2 separate regions of the Macaca mulatta genome follow, and region 2 is linked to region 1. The links are chromatin contacts, called in public Micro-C maps. All regions are on one chromosome and are shown on one strand. Each heading gives the region's core, a stretch centred on a gene start, on an enhancer-like site or on the middle of the called end of the contact. The rest is flanking DNA. Distances are from core to core; before and after follow the strand shown. Region 1 has its middle 40 kb from the start of PRKX. Region 2 has its middle 21 kb from the start of TRNAI-GAU.

Region 1 (3,493 bases), core at 302-2,801:
AGCGCAGCTTCCTCCTTTCCAAAATGAGAGGACAAACAGAAGTTAGAGGGCCTGAGAGCCCCCGCCTCACCAACACACCCAGGACACCCCCTCTGTTCTCCCGTTTATTTTCTTGACAACCAACACCCCACTTAGCCACACAGAGTCCCTAAGAGGCACAGGCGGGCCGGTGACAACTGTTTAAATCCAGCGCCCATGTCCGGTTGGGATATTCCGACCCACTCAGGGCTGCCCTATAAGCCAGCGCGTGTCCGGATCCCAGCGCACGGAGAACTCGAAACCTGTCAAGCTGCCCATTCGGGGTTAAGTTCAAAGACAGAGGACAAAGGAAACGGATAAAGCGTCCGATACAAGAATTGCCCATTTCAGACGCACAAGACGAAAAGCAGGTGTCAGGACATGTTAGGATCCGTCCCCAGCGCTGCCGTCCTCGTCCCCACAACGCCACGGGACACCTGTCCCTCAAAGCCCAGCTGCTCCTGCAGCCCCTGGAGAAATCTGTACATTCCCTGCCGCTGGGCACACGGGGAGGCTGGCCTGGGGGAGGCCCGCAGGGGCCTTCGGATCCCGCCCCCGTGTCCCTGGGGTCGCTGCCAGGGAGGGGGCACGAGGTCCCCCAGGCGAGGTGACCCGCAGGAGGTTTGTGACGTCGGACGGCCCAGGCCCCAGAGTGCTGTGTGTGCTGGGGGTGGAGGGTGGTCTCCGAGAGGAGCCGTCGGCATTTCAGGGAAGGCACCCGGCCGGTCGGGGGGACTTGTCTGGGCTGAGGGGTGCGCTCCACCTCCCCAAGCGCCCCCAGGGGAGACCTGGGGCGCAGGAGCAGCCCTGCGCGAGGACTCCGAGCCGGAGTAGCGGGGCAGGTCCCTCCCCAGGAGGCCGGCACCCGGGGCCCTTTGTCCTACTACAGCGTCCCGGCCGCGCCGCGCACCCCTGTGGGCCGAGTCCCCGCCCGCACTTACTCACCCACGGTGGCCAGCGTGTCAAAGTCCTGCAGGCGGTAGGCAGGCGGCTCCGGCGACCGCGCCTCGGGGCTGGGGCAGAGCGCGGGCGCCCCGTCGGGGGTCTCCTCCGCCACCTTGCGGGGGTCGCTCTCCGCCGCGGCCGCCTCGGCCAGCCCGGGCGCCTCCATGAGGACGCACTCAGGTCCGGGGCACCGGGCCAGGCCGAAGTGATCGGGGAGCCGGGCTTCCCGGGACGCAGCCTCGGAGGGCGGCGCGGCGGCGGCGGCATCAACGGACGCTCCCCATGCGCACCCTCGCCTCCTGGTGCGCCGCCTGGCGCAGCTGACGGAGCGACGGGGACAATGGCGGGGCGGCGCTCACGGCACAAGCAGCAACGGCCCCGGGTGGGAGCAGCCGCCGGCCTCAGGGGTCGGGCACCGAGTGCCGGACGGCTGCGGGGAAGGCGGGGGCCGCGGCCCGGGTTTGGGGGGCGAGGCGGGGGGCCCTGCGCATTCCCGGTCTCACGCCCGCCGCCTCCTCCAGCTCGGTAGCCGCGTGCGCGCTGATGGGGCGGGCGGAAGCAGCCTGGGCGTGACCGCGCCTCTCCCCGCCCCCAACCCGGCCGCGGGGCTGGGGGCGTCGCCTTCGCGCGCTCCGCCCCCGCCGCGACCCAGCCCAGGAGCCGGAGACCCGGGCGTGCGGATGATTCCAGCCGCCGACGGCTGGCGCGGCTCTGGGGAGGTGCCCACGCCCCGTCCGCGCCCGGGGCGCCCCTGGGGTGGGACCCAGGTTGAAGCCTCCCCGGGGGCGCACTGGCGGGACACCCGCGTCGCTGCACCCAAGCCCGGAAGATGGGGAGGCGAGGGGGCCCGGGGACAGGGAGGGCGTGGCTCCGCAAAAGTGAAGTTCAGAAATAAAAAGTGAAATTGGCGTTTGGTGAGGAGAGGGGCTCGGATTAGCCTGGCTATTCAGGACGCGCGCTGCGCGCGGATCCCCAAGAGGGGCTGCCGGGTCTTGGGGATGAGGTCAGCGTCCCGGTTTTGCTGTAGGACTCTGGTGATTCTAGATTTCTACTTGGAAGGGCTGGGGAAGGGTGGGCTCGACCCTGCGCGTTTCTTTGCAGCTTCCTGTGGATCTAGAATTCTTTCCAAATAAACATTTCTTTAAAGAACTAGGGAAAGACAGATTTGAGAGATCGCCCGACCAAATGTAGCGCGTGAAACTTGATTGGTCACTGTTTCAAATACCCCGGCGACAACCCGATAAAGAATTGTGCAGACGCATTTCAATTTCAGAAACGCAAAGTTTTTTTTTTTTTTTTCCTGGCTTGAGTGTGACTCAGGCAATAGTTGGACATACTTATATTTAAAACCCTATCCGTGTGGATTTGAAATGCAAATACAGCTAGACATTTGGTCACCCCTTTCCCCAGGGAAATGCAGACGGTGCTTAACTTGCGGGCCTGGCACGGCCTGGACGCTGCGCCCCTGACCCGCGACCAGGGCGGCCCAGGCTGCCGGTTCGCCGACCACTCTGAGCAGCAAGGGGTCAAACTTCTAACGCCTTTGTTTTGAGGGATCTCAGCGATTCTGCGACTGGAGGGGGTCTCCAGTCCCTCAGTCCGCTGGTCGGGGGGCTTTCCGAGAGGCAAAGCAGCCTCTAAGTCAGAACGGACACATTTTAAGGGGACCAGGCCGAGCCATCCTTGCGCAGCTAACAGGGAGGGGGAGTCAGGAAGTCTGAACCTGGCTCAGGCTTTGTATTTCTGGCCCCTGGCTGCCAGCCTCGCCCCAGCCTCCACCTGCATTTTGTGGGTGGCATTTCCCCCCGGGGTGACACCCGCTCTCTATGCTCTGCAAAATCCTGAGCTGGAATGCAAAACATATGCGACACCAGCAGGCCCCGCCACTCCCTGAGCCTGGTTAGGACAGGTCACGGCCTTGCCAAGCAAGCTTCACCAGCAAGCCATGCAATCCCTTGATCCTGGTTAGGACAGGAAACGGCCCTGCCAAGCCCTGCCTGGCTGAGGGGTTAAGGGCCAGCCAGGAACGCGCACTCAGGCAAAGTTCGTGTCACCCCGCGGAACGCGCGCCCTCTCCACTAGGGCCTGACCTTGGAAATGCAAGGCTGCGGCCTCATAAAGTGCTTTTAATCAAGGCCCGGGTTTCACACCCAATTAAGCAGATGTCTTTGCCTGCAGATTGCGCGCAGAAAGAAGAACGTGGCGCAGATTTGCAGCGTCAAACTCTGCTTGGGCTGCTGATTAGTCTGACTCCACCGATCCCACTCTGAACTTGACCACATAGCTACCTCTTCTTAGAAACAGACCCTGCACGTTTCTCAACACCTTGCTTGACAAAGCAGCTTTCATCTGGAAGGATCATAAAAATCCTTGAGAAACCACAGCCTATTACTTAAGAGACAAAAAAGGAAAATCCCTGTGAGTTAGGCATGAAAGGCTCATTATTGCCTTAATGAAGTGGCATTAATTTGCAGTGGAGTCAGGAAATGCTGAACTCTGCCATTCCGAAGGAATAAGTCCCTGACCCTAA
Region 2 (3,067 bases), core at 565-3,064, 100 kb after region 1:
TGATTGCACCACCGCACTCCAGCCCAGGCAACAGAGTAAGACCGTGTCTCTTAAAAAATTCTTTTAAAGAAAAAAAGAAAGTTGGTGGGGATGTGAATTCTAGAACTTTCTCTCATCAAATATTTAGAACAGGTTGACATGGTACACTACCTTCTTAAAAGACGGAGGCTCAACATTTGAAGGAAGCTGAGTGAGACAGATGAATAAAGTCAAGTCACCAATTAAGAATTGGTCCAGGCATAGTGGCTCATGCCTATAATACCAGCACTTTGGGAGGCCACGGTGGGAGGATCACTGGAGCTCAGGAGTTTAAAACCAGCCTGAGAAACATAGCAAGACTTCATTTCTACAAATAATTAGCCGGGAATGGTGGCACACACCTGTGGTCCTGCCTACTCGGGAGAATCGCTTCCGCCTGGGAAGTGCAGTGGCATGATCACAGCTCAGTGCGGCCTCCATTTCTCAGACTCAAGCGATCCTCCCTGTGTCCTCACATGGTCATCCCTCTGTGCGTGTCTGTGTCCTTTTATTTTTTTGGAGACAGGGGTCTCTGGCCCAGGAAAGAGTGCAGTGGTACAATCATAGCTCACTGCAGCCTTGACCTCCTGGGCTCAAGCGATTCTTCCACCTCAGCCTCCTGAGCGGCTGGGATCACAGGCGTACACCACTACACCCAGCTAATATATATATATATATGTATATATATATATTTTTCTAGATATGGAGTCTCCTTATGACGCCCAGGCAGGTCTCAAATTCCTGGCCTCAAGCAACCCTCCCGTCTCAGTCTCCCCAGTAGTTGGGTCTACCACCACGCACCGCCATGCCAGGGTCATTTTAAAACTTTGTGGCTGGGCGCGGTGGCTCATGCCTGTAATCCCAGCACTTCTAGAGGCCGGGGCAGGCGGATCACATGAGGTCAGGAGTTCAAGACCAGCCTGGCCAACATGGTGAAACCCCGTCTCTGGTAAATACGCAAAAATTAACCAGGCGTGGTGGAGGGCGCCTGTAATCCCAGCTACTCGGGAAGCTGAGGCAGAACTGCTTGAACCCGGGAGGCGGAGGTTGCAGTGAGCTGAGATTGTGCCACCGCACTCCAGCCTCGGCGACAGAGGGACACTCTGTCTCAAAAAATCCAAAAACCAAACTTTTTGTAGAGACAGTCTTGCTATGTTGCCCAGGCTGGTCTCGAACTCTTGGCTTCAATATACCCTCACCTGGGCCTCCCAAAGTGCTGGGATTACAGCACTTGGCTCCAGCTTGACCTTTGTTGGTAGAACTACTCAGAAAATATGGCTAATTTAGAAATTGGGTGGTGTCAAGTGAACCCTACCCAAATCTTCTATCCCCACACCAGTTCTCATCCACCTTTTTCGCGTGTTGGAGAACTAGCAAGGCAGGGGCTGCGGCTCGCCCTCCCTCACGCGGCTCAGGCTCTGAGGGCGCGAGGTCCAGGGCTCTCGCGCTGCGGCCGCCACCCGCCCCGAGGCCCCGGTCCCCTCCTCTCGCCGCCGCACCAGGGTAGCGCTGCCACGAGCCGGGCTTTCCGGGGGCCAGGTCGAACGAGGACCGAGATGCTCCACGGCAGGAACGGCAGGCAACAGACCACGGGTAAGTGGCGGTTACGGGACTCTCCGACCCGCGAACGGACATTTTAGCTCTCAGGGATTCGATACCACAGGTTGTTTCCAGACCATATGCCGGTCGCTTCCGGCAATTGGAAAGACCAATCGTCAGGCCCGACAATGCAAGACCTGCCCACTTTGCGACGGAGGCAGCCACTCCAGTTCCTCCTTACTTCTATTGTCGGGGGCGCCCTTACGAAAGGTCCTGTCCAATCGTTACCGGGAACGCCCTCCTAGTCTCGCCTCAGGGCCATCGCAGAGCGTGTAAATTCAGCTTGACCCCTTCACCCCATTGGCGTATTTCCTTCCGACGCCATGACGTGCACAGCGGCCGGCCGGGGCGGGCCAATGGGCGGGAACGTGGTGTGCGGCTGGCGTCCGCCGCAGTCGCTCCTGGGTCCTAGGGGCCGGAGCCGCCCTGAACGCAGTGTATCGAAGGCTCTTGCCGAAGAGGCGCCGCTGCGGAGCCCGCAGTTAGACGCCCCCTCAGTGGCGCCCGCCTAAGCCGTGGGCGCACCCGAGGGGCAGGCTCGCCTTCCGTCGGCCCTTGCAGCTCGGCTGGGCTCGGAGTCCGCGCCGCCGTCGCCTTCCCGCTCGGGCCGAGAACCGCAGTCGCGGAGCCGCGCAGCCCTCGAAGTCCGGTGAGAGGCGCCGCTGGTCTGAGGACGGTGGACGGAGGGCGCGGGGCATTCGCGCAGCTTTGCGGCCTGCAGGCCCTCCCCGCCGGCGGAGCTGCGCCGCAGGTCTCGGGACGAGCCCGGGGCGGGACTGGAGGCCTGAGGCCACCGGGGGTCCCTGGGTGGGTGCTGGGTGCTGCGGAGCGGGGGCGCCGACCTCTGACCCACGAGAGGAGCGCCTTCGCGGTGCTGGTCCTAGTTGTTATTCTCAGCGTCCCTATTATCCGATTGGAAATGAGAGCAGGCGGTTCTCGGGCTCCGAGCAGCAGGGGGCGGGCGAACTGGGAGAAATGTGTACTTTCCACGCCTAGGACCTGCCGCTGGGCAAACGGAGGCCAGTGTCCTGCGGTCGCTGCCAGGGAGGGCGCACGAGGTCCCCCAGGCGAGGTGACCCGCAGGAGGTTTTGTGACGTCGGACCCGGGGAAGGAGGGCGGTCTCCTAGAGGAGCCGTCGGCTTTCCAGGGAAGGCATCCGGCAGGTCGGGGAGACTCGCCGGGGCTGCGGGGGAAGCTCCACCTCTCCGAGGGCCCCCGCGGGGAGACCCAGGGCGCAGGGGTAGCCTCGCGGGGGACCCCGAACCGCAGCGGGGCACGGCCCTCCCCAGGAAGTCGGCACCCAGGGCCCTTTGTCCTATGACAGCGTCGATGCCTGGAACCACCAAGAGCTGGAAGAGGCAGGAAGGATCCTCCCCTAGAGCCTCCAGGGGGAGTCCAGCCCTGCCCACAACTTGATCTCAGATTCCTGGTCTCCAGCACTGGAAAAGA

What was found. A called contact is a pair of places that touch in the nucleus more often than the background predicts.
Region 2: a Micro-C map of CD4 T cells shows a contact between it and region 1, with 8 times the contacts expected there. The contact joins two enhancer-like sites. A contact is called at or near these places in 4 of 14 Hi-C or Micro-C datasets (CD4 T cells, fetal cortex germinal zone, fetal cortical plate and 1 more).

The regions. Positions count from the first base shown.
Region 1 is chrX:3,330,465-3,333,957 of T2T-MMU8v2.0, forward strand. No RefSeq gene overlaps it. Among named protein-coding and RNA genes, the nearest start is that of PRKX, 40 kb to the left of the region's middle. Within about 2 kb of position 1,552, at least 22 of the 40 cell types and tissues checked have an H3K27ac peak or open chromatin away from gene starts, as enhancers often do. A contact at or near this core is called in CD4 T cells, where this site is marked.
Region 2 is chrX:3,431,872-3,434,938 of T2T-MMU8v2.0, forward strand. No RefSeq gene overlaps it. Among named protein-coding and RNA genes, the nearest start is that of TRNAI-GAU, 21 kb to the right of the region's middle. Within about 2 kb of position 1,815, at least 38 of the 40 cell types and tissues checked have an H3K27ac peak or open chromatin away from gene starts, as enhancers often do. A contact at or near this core is called in CD4 T cells, where this site is marked.